Linked DNA regions of Mus musculus: region 2 is linked to region 1. The links are chromatin contacts, called in public promoter capture Hi-C maps. All regions are on one chromosome and are shown on one strand. Each heading gives the region's core, a stretch centred on a gene start, on an enhancer-like site or on the middle of the called end of the contact. The rest is flanking DNA. Distances are from core to core; before and after follow the strand shown.

Region 1 (4,530 bases), core at 1,447-3,946:
AGCGGCTCTGCCTGTGCTCCCATCAGAACAGACTTCATGCTCTGAGATGGGAGCAGAGTAAGCCATGCTTTCTTTATGTCAGGATAAAGCAAACACAGAGTAATGGGAAGCTTAAACAGAACGGCTGCAGTCCATGGGGTAAGAGCTTAGAAACAGGCTAATGCGATCTATGTGTATCTGTTCACACACTAATACTCAGCCCTGTGCTAGAATGAGTGCTGATCCCTCAAGAGTAACAAGCACTATGAGGATAATATTCCCGCACCACTCCTATACATAGTTTCCCTCTGACTGCTGCCATGCAACAAAGTTTCTGTCAGTTTCTATCTCTAACAAAAGCATCAAAGAAAAAAGTTCCCTATTAATTCTGAGCAATGTAGAATGATTAATGCCCATGAGATGCTATCACATTTGAAATGCAAAGGAGAACAACAAATAGAATTCATTTTCTTAAAGTAAGTAAGCAAGAGCTTTAAAGGCTGAGACAAAATTAAGGCTGGCAAAGCCATTAAATTGCTGAATTCCACGTCACGAAGGACAATCTCAAAATGTCCTTGGGCTTTTAATGGAAGCCAAGCCAGAGACAGAACAGACTGTGTACCGACCAGAACGGCATGGTTTATGCTCTTTCCTGATGTCGGGCCTGGTCAGCCGAGGGCAGTACCTTTAGAATGCTCTGTGTCTGGATGCAAGACAACTCGGACATACTTAAGATCCCCAAACTGTTGGAGGACCTCGCCAAGTGCCTCTTCTTCTGAGTCAAATGAAAGATTTCTGTGGAAGAAAAACAGGTCACACGAATTTCAGTGACAAAGCAAGACCTTGAGTTTTGATCTGAGGTATATGAATTAGACATCGACAAATGATGTCTGCCTTGTTCACATCCATTCTCCCTTCTTCAAAATAGCAGTAGCACACAAGAGCGGCCCCTAGTGGCTAAGCCTTGGTCTATCAGTCTGGCCCTATGTCCCAACCTTCCTATATCAGATTCTGTCACTTGAAAATTTAAAATTTAATAGACAAAAAAAAAGCCAAAAAAACTAAAAGCTGCAGATATAGATACATTAACTTCGAAACTGAAGTGTCACAGATACTGGAATGATACAGATATGCTATAGCATGACCTGATAATCATGTGGCTATATAAATGAAAACTTTGCTTAGCTGTACCCTTAAAGTAATACACTTTACAGAAATACCTTGTGCCTTCATTTTTTTTTTTTAAAGATGGCATCCTAGAGAAAAGACCCACAACCTCCAGCAGCGGGAATCTAAATTTCCCAGACTTTCACTGCCTACTCAAGATTTGCATCTAGACAACACCGATTCTGTGAACAAACCAGTATTCATCCAGTCTGTTCTCTTTCACTCACTGGGGCTGAAATTAGTTTTTCTTATTACAACCAGAAGTTTTCACGGGAGTCTGGTAAGAAACATGTTTTTCTTTTATTGAATTAGACATATTCCCCGCCATGTTTATATGAAATCTGGATCTCAGTTAAAATTTTCTAACGAGGGCAAAATCTTTCAAAATAACGCAAAAGAAAAACATGTTAAGATGACTAGGTCACGGTGAGATGACTAGGCAAACGGGAAGGGAGAAGGGGAGAGAGAAAGGGGGAAGGGAAAAGGAAAGAGCAGGAACCATACATTGAATATCCTTAATCTGAGAAGCTAAAGCTTTTTGTGTATTTTTAAAATGTTTAGTATGCATATACATGCATGTGCACCATGAAATGCATGTGATGATTACAGGACAATTTGTAGGAATCTAGTTCTCTCCTTCCAGCATGTAAATCCTGAATATCAAACTCAGGTTGTCAGGCTGTGTCAAGCCTTTTCGTACCAAGCCATCTCACTCAGCAGTCTGCCTACAATTTAGTAAACTAACCTGACCTAGAAAATGCAGTAGGACCTAACTCCACTCTGTATATTCCCCTGGAAACAAAAGGCGTATCTTTCTGTATTCTGGACATGACTTTAAAAGAGAAGCTAGAGGCTAGCTGGGATGTAGCTCAGTTGGCAGAGTGCTTGCTGGTGTCTTAGTTTGCTTTTTATTGCTGTGATAAAGCCATGACCAAAAGCAAGCTGGTGGGGAAAGGGTTTATTACAGCTCGCCCCTGGAACTGGAGTTGCAGACTGCTGTTGAAGGTATGAGGCCAAATCTGCTTTTGGCCTACAGAATCTCCCATGCACACCCTCCTCTCCATCCAACAGTGGCTAACTGGGGAGTTTCCCCCCAAACTCCCTACATTCCTACACTTGATAAGTACATTCCATTCAGTTCTGTGTGGTTAGCAAAGCTTTCTTTTCACTTTGGGCGGTTGTACTGCTAAGATCTGGAGTCCTCCGCCTCTGAAAACCCTGTCCACAGGTTCTAGATTCTTCCTTAGGCCCACTGGGGTCTCTCTCTTGGTGACATGAGTCTGCTGTGACCCCTTTGTCCCAGAGATCTCAAGATACATACATGAAGATGCCCAGTCTCTCAACTTAGACCCACGGGCCTCCACTGGTGATAGAAATGTTTCCTGCACCAGTAAAACACATTAATAGTGCACTTTAGCTCCCAAATGCATCTCTGCTTTCCCTTCTGCTGCTCCAAGCCCTGTGCTGTGACTCTTACACTCTCTGAACAGTCCTACATGACACTGTAAGCCTCTGCAGCATTTCAGTCTTAGGAGTACTGACTGGCAGGCACTTCGTGCTCACCAGCTGCTGGGCTGCTCATGCAGCCTACCTCACCCACACCTCCCTACAGCCCACACTGCCTGAGCCTACCTCAGCAAGGATGCTACACTCCTCAGGCCCCCACTACAGGAGGTCCCCCTTCTCCTTACCCATCAACTGCCCGCCCAGCTATACTTATTTCCACGTCAGCCCTGCCACTCTGCACAGCCCAGTCTGCCCTCCAACACTCCGTAACAACCCCGTATCTTCTCTCCAGTCTCCCTAGGAACTGCAGCTTCCTGAGCCCTATGTCTGGCTCACAGTGAGATCCTTTCCTCGCTATCTCCTCCATGAGCTGCCTGCTAAGTCTGACAGCTCTCTTGGGTCCCTCTGGGCCTGCGCAATGTCCTTCTTGGAAGTCCTGGAGCTTCTTTATGTCCATGTCTGGGCTACTGTGACCCCTACCCTTCACTCCCTCTTCTGCCACTGTGGCCCCCAGAACTTGTTCCAGCTGCAACCTAACAGCTCCTCCCTCCCCCTCACCGTTGTCTCTTCAAAAAGCTCCCTCCGTTCAGCCTGATGGCAAGCCCACTCCAATCCTAAAGCCAATTTCCCACCACCTACCGTCCAGACGCCAGCTCTCCCTCTGCTGCTACGCTACTGTTACAACTGCCTCCACTTCCTCTTCCCAGCTCCCTTCCTAAAGCCAAATTCTCCACTGTTGACTGAACTACAATACAATTTATTTATGGTTGCCTTATCAGATACCTCTCTCATTTGACCCTCCCTCCACCAAAGCCCTCACCATCAGCCCAACTTATTAACCATTTCCTGCCAGACACTGACTTCAGCTTTAAAGCCGGCCATACAAAAGTCATATTCTGTAATGACAAGAAGTTTATTACATTTATGGTTTACAAAAATAAGTTTTCTTTAGCCTCATGCATATGTATTTTCAAGGTTAAGCCTAAAATCGGGTATACTTAATATATGGCCCTCAAACTCCTCAGAGATCTGCTGAATATGGCATTTAAAATGTTCAATAAAAAACTTCCCACAATAAATAGAGAGCTCCTTCTAACAAGAAAACGTTAAGGTCTCCAAAGAAGGCAAATGGGGAACAACTGCAGCTGACTCCACCTGGACCGCAACACTAACCGCTCCCCGGGGAAAACTGCCACCCCCTCCCCCGCAGCAGGAATCCACACAAGCTGTGGACACTGGATTGACTGCTATACTTTGCCTTATCAGAATAAGGTCAATGTTCCCAAGGCCGCCCTTCCTCTACAGGAAGAATTCCTCAGCCCTAGTCTGACAGCCAAAGGCCTGCTGCTCTGGGACAACTATTAAATGCAGTTCTTTTCAGACAACTGAAGACGGACTGCTTCTGCAGTGAACCATGTGAGCCTCAAATGACTAAGTAAGTCTTTGTCATTTTTATTGCTATAAAAACAATTTAAACTGTACTTCTTACTCAAATCTATCCCTCTCAGGTCTCTGGTGACATTGGTGAGTAGCTGCAGCTTTAACAACAGCCAACACCCAGCAGCCTGCTCGGTCCATTTCCTATAGACAGGCTACACACTAATACCTGAATTTCTAAAGCTTATAAGAAACAGACAAAAAAAGTTATGTAGGTTAAGAAAAAAAAAAAAAAAAAAAGGCTGGGCAGTGGTGGTGCACGCCTTTAATCCCAGCACTCGAGAGGCAGAGGCAGGAGGATTTCTGAGTTAGAGGCCAGCCTGGTCTACAGAGTGAGTTCCAGACAGCCAGGGTTACACAGAGAAACTCTGTCTCGGGGGGGGGGGGGGGGGGAGTGATACAAGTTATACAGGTCTAAGAAAGTAATTTAAAGTATACACA
Region 2 (4,229 bases), core at 1,093-3,592, 100 kb after region 1:
GTGAGTGCACACACACAAACACGCTGGCCACCAGCGTCTCTCTAGTCCCTACCTCAAGCGTGTCATGTCTGTGCACACACTTACATGCCGGGTAACTCGGCACAGGACAAACTGACGAACCAAATCCAATGGGATCCTACCCTGAACTTACTGCCCCTTCTCCATGGTAAAGACCCTCAGTAGGCACAGAATTCAGGGCTGTGTAGACTAAGAAAGCCCATCTGTTGGTATTTCATCTAGGCTCCACTCCATAGTCACCTGGCAATAGCCAGGTGTGCTCTCTTCCTCTCTGTCTCTGTCTCTCTCTCTTTCCTCAACTCCCCTCTCCATTCCCTGAATAAACTCCATTTGTCATCTGACTGGTACCTGGGGGGGGGGGGGGAGGGATGCTTTAGCATGGGCCCCCCACAGAGGCACCCCCTTCCCCCACACCATACCGTGCCTCCACCAAACATATTCCTGGCTTCTCTTATCTTTTTATAAAACACAACACCATTCATCTCAGTTTCCAGCTGTCCAGATGTTGTTTTAACAGGCTTTTTCATGGGATCTCAGGGGGTTGAACTCAGGTCATCTGCTTCCACAGGTGCACTTAGCCAGTGAGCCATTTCTAAGGTCCTCTTTGGGCTTTAAGGCTTTTCTCTGCAAGAGGCAACCTCTCCCTATTCCTGATGATTGCACCTATGGCTTTCTGAATGCTAGATAAGAGCTGTACCCCTGAGTTATATCTCTAGACCTAGGGCAGTTGTTATGTCTTCCCTGGCAGGTGGTTTGAACCCCGGGTCAACTATTAAGGAGGAAGAGGAAGCAGCAGCAGTGTCCCTAACACATGCATCCCATAAACATCCAGTGAGCATCGATGTGTGCTGGGTGGAGGCCACAGCAAGACTCAACCACTGCCCCCAAGGCTTATGGTCTAATGAAGGGCCAAGAGACAGACAATTACACATCTCCTGGGATCTGCGCTAACACATGGAGAAAAGCCAACCCTTGCTCTGGGTCAGCAAAGACTTCCCGGAAGAAATGACATTTATTTGGTATTTATTTGGAAATTTGAGGAAGGTAGGACATAGTGGTTTGCGCCTGCAATCCCAGAACTTGAGAGGTTGAGGCAAGGAGGATCTTCCCCAATCCCAGGCCAGCTGGAGCCACAGAGTAAGACTTTGTCTTTAATAACAAAGGGGAGGTGGTGGTGGATGGAATGACTCAGTAGGTAAAGCCACTTGCCGAGCCTGACAACCTGAGGTCTATGCCCACACCCCAAGTGGTAGAAGAAAGAATGAAGATGTGTTATCTTCTGACCTCCACAAATGCTCTGTAACACACACACACACACACACACACACACACACACACACACGTATAATTTAAAAAGAACAACTAAACATGAGAGCATTGCCAGAACAAAAATAGTGATTTAAAAATGATGATGTTGGGTGGAGAGCCCTGGCTGCCCTTCCAGAGGTCCTGAGTTCAATTCCCCGTGACCATATGGTGGCTCATAACTCTATAATGGGATCTGGTGCCCGCTTCTGGCACGCAGGTGTACATATAGATAAAGCACTCATGCATTAAATAAATAAATCTTAAAAGAAAAAAAAACGGAGATGTTCGACTCATATAGTAGTGAGAGGCTATCAGTTATCCACTGAAGCTATCCACTGAGAAAGAATGGTTGGCACAGGAGCTGACTCACCCAGGGACAAAAGCACTTGGTTTACGAGTCTTGGATATCTTACATTTGCATGGTTACAATGTTTTTGTTTTCAAGTCTAGATTTAGTGATTTATTTACTCTTATTTATTTATTTTAATGGTTTGATTATTTTAAACTGTCCCACGGTTTTAGTCTTTCTTTTTTCTTTTCTTTCTTTCTCTTTTTTTTTTCTCTTTTCTTTCTGTTTTTTTTTTTTCCAGTTGTCCCTTGAACTAATACTAATCCCCCTGCCTCAATTTCTTAATGCTGGCATTACAGGTCTGCCCCACCAAACTTGGGGCAGGGGGAAACCAGCAGCAACAACAAAACCTTAGCAGCTGAGCCCCTCCATGGGTCAAGAACCTCTGCTTTGTGTGGCCAGTGCCTAAGGGCACCTGCATCCGGAACAGTCTGAGCCCCACCCTCATTTCCAAGGCTGACATACCAAGGCACACCTTCTCAGTAGTCAGATGGTCCCAGCCAGCATCCTAGCTACAGTACTAGTCTGAGTCTTAGTTGTCAAATGTTCTCACTATGACATGCTTTGGATTCCAGTGGCCTTAATGAGAAAGTCAGAGTCCTGGGTGGGGCTCATATCAACCTCTCAGCCACCTAGGGCTACAGGTCAGAGGTGAAACCTCATAGCACAGATGTCGTAACTGCTCTCTGTGTCCAAGCATTCTGGAAATATCTCACCACTTCTATCAGTAGTTTGGGGTCAGAGAGAGATAGCCAGGTGATATTTGCTTTGTACCTTTAGCGCAGCCCCTAGAACTCTGAGCACACCCGAGGGCAGGATTTGGCTTGTTCCACTTAAGCCTGTGGACACCCAGATTGTGAAAATTAAGAGGTGGCTATGGGCAGTGTAGAAAGCCACTCTTACATTGCTTGCTGTCTAATAGGCACATGGTGACATGACATCAGAACAGGATGTCGCAGGCCACTCCTGGCACTCACTCCCTTCCTCGTCCCCTCACCCGTGACCTCAGGTTTCCCAATGCAAAGCATCAGCATCGCTGCCTTTTACGCACTGAGCTCTACTTCCTGTGTGGACAAATATGATCAGCCTACTCCTGACGCCGTGCTTTCTCACACTGACATTTCCGTACCCTTCCCCACTAGAGACGGACTCTATCCCCGAGAACCTGCAAGGCAAGATAAACCCCGTCTTGAAACAAAAACAAACCCTGCTTAAAAGCAAAGCTGATAGCCTGGTGCAGTGGTGCCTGTTGGTTATCTCAGCACTCAGGGAGACAAGGGCTCAGCAGGTTTGAGGCTAGCCTGGTCCTTGTAGTAAGTTCTATACCAGCCAAGGCTACACGACAAGAATCTTGTTAAAAACTGGTGTCCTGGAGAGGCAGGTGTAGGAGGATCTCTTGGGAGTTTCAGAACAGCTAGGGCTGTGTAGGGAGACAGTGTGTCAATAAAAAACAAACAAAGCTCAGGTGGTGAAATGGCTGAGAGGGTAAAGGTATCTGACAGGCAATCCTGACCACCTGAGGCTGATCCTCAGCGTCAGATTCAAGAGGAGAGCCAAACCCAAGAAGCAGTCCTCGGAGCTCTGAATGTGAGCCATTTGTGTGAGCCATCTAACACCCATACACAAAGATAAAGAAATAAATGTGAAAAGATACATAAAAATAAAAGCAAAATTTATCAAGACCGGAATTGGTGTCCCCACCCGCCTAGGGACACTTCAAAGAATCCCCAGAACGGGAAACTCAGTCTTTGAGTCACTTGTGACCAGGGCAAGACCTCTGCCCTCCACCGCTTTTGGGAAAGAGTCAGTCATTGTGGCTCTGCCTGCCTAGCCCGCAGTCTGCTTGCTGACCTCATGGGTTCAGGTGGAGGCTAAGCTGAAGAGGGACCTTTCACCTGCTTCCTGCCCACTCATTTCCCTGTGGCAGCCACAGGTCCCTACCCTGCAAACAGATGCCAGTCACATACATACACTGCCTCCTTGTTGGCCTGGGGGAAATTAGACAAGACTGTACTACACTGTAGGAGTTTGTAACCTTCACTAACCTTAGGGGCTGTACCAGCATCAAGAACAGGTTGCCTGTGGCTGTCCTTGGGAAAAGTGGAGTCTCCCTGAATTTTGAGACTAATGGAGATAATATTTAAGGGAGCCCTATAGTCTACTTTCTGGCCTGAAAAGAGGTGGTTTTAGGCCAGGCACCTCCAAATTACCTGCAAACATGCCCACCTCATGTCAATCACCCCTCCTGCCTCTGCCCCACAGCAGGACTGCTGTGTGGCCCAGCCCCTCCCTGCCTCCACATCTCACTGGGGAGTATAGATGAGGCAGGCAGAGGTCTGGCCGTTCAAGGCAGTTTCCTTCTGAGTCACTCCTTCCCAGAAAGAACTAACTAGTCAGCAAGCAGCACTAATCTTGGGGAGACCCATCTACTCATGTACACTGAGGCTCCAAGCAGTTTGGGGGCGGGGGCAAGGCACTTCTACTAGATCCAAGCGGGTCAGGGACCGGCTTAAACCCTCCTGCTTCCTGGAACCTAGGCATTTATAGGGGACTG

Evidence for each region. Capture Hi-C pulls out chosen DNA fragments and counts their contacts.
Region 2: a promoter capture Hi-C map of liver shows a contact between it and region 1. The contact joins two enhancer-like sites. A contact is called at or near these places in 1 of 484 Hi-C or Micro-C datasets (nephron progenitors), 5 of 115 datasets of contacts at active chromatin or transcription factors (embryonic stem cells, extraembryonic endoderm stem cells and large pre-B cells) and 3 of 9 other capture datasets (adipose tissue, liver and pancreatic islet).

What each region holds. Positions count from the first base shown.
Region 1 is chr6:29,142,890-29,147,419 of GRCm38.p6, forward strand. Rbm28 (RNA binding motif protein 28) reads right to left here. Exons shown (of 19, transcript NM_133925.2): 10 at 665-774. Among named protein-coding and RNA genes, the nearest start is that of Rbm28, 20 kb to the right of the region's middle. Within about 2 kb of position 2,697, at least 42 of the 459 cell types and tissues checked have an H3K27ac peak or open chromatin away from gene starts, as enhancers often do. A contact at or near this core is called in liver, where this site is marked.
Region 2 is chr6:29,243,264-29,247,492 of GRCm38.p6, forward strand. No RefSeq gene overlaps it. Among named protein-coding and RNA genes, the nearest start is that of Gm26021, 11 kb to the left of the region's middle. Within about 2 kb of position 2,343, at least 114 of the 459 cell types and tissues checked have an H3K27ac peak or open chromatin away from gene starts, as enhancers often do. A contact at or near this core is called in liver, where this site is marked.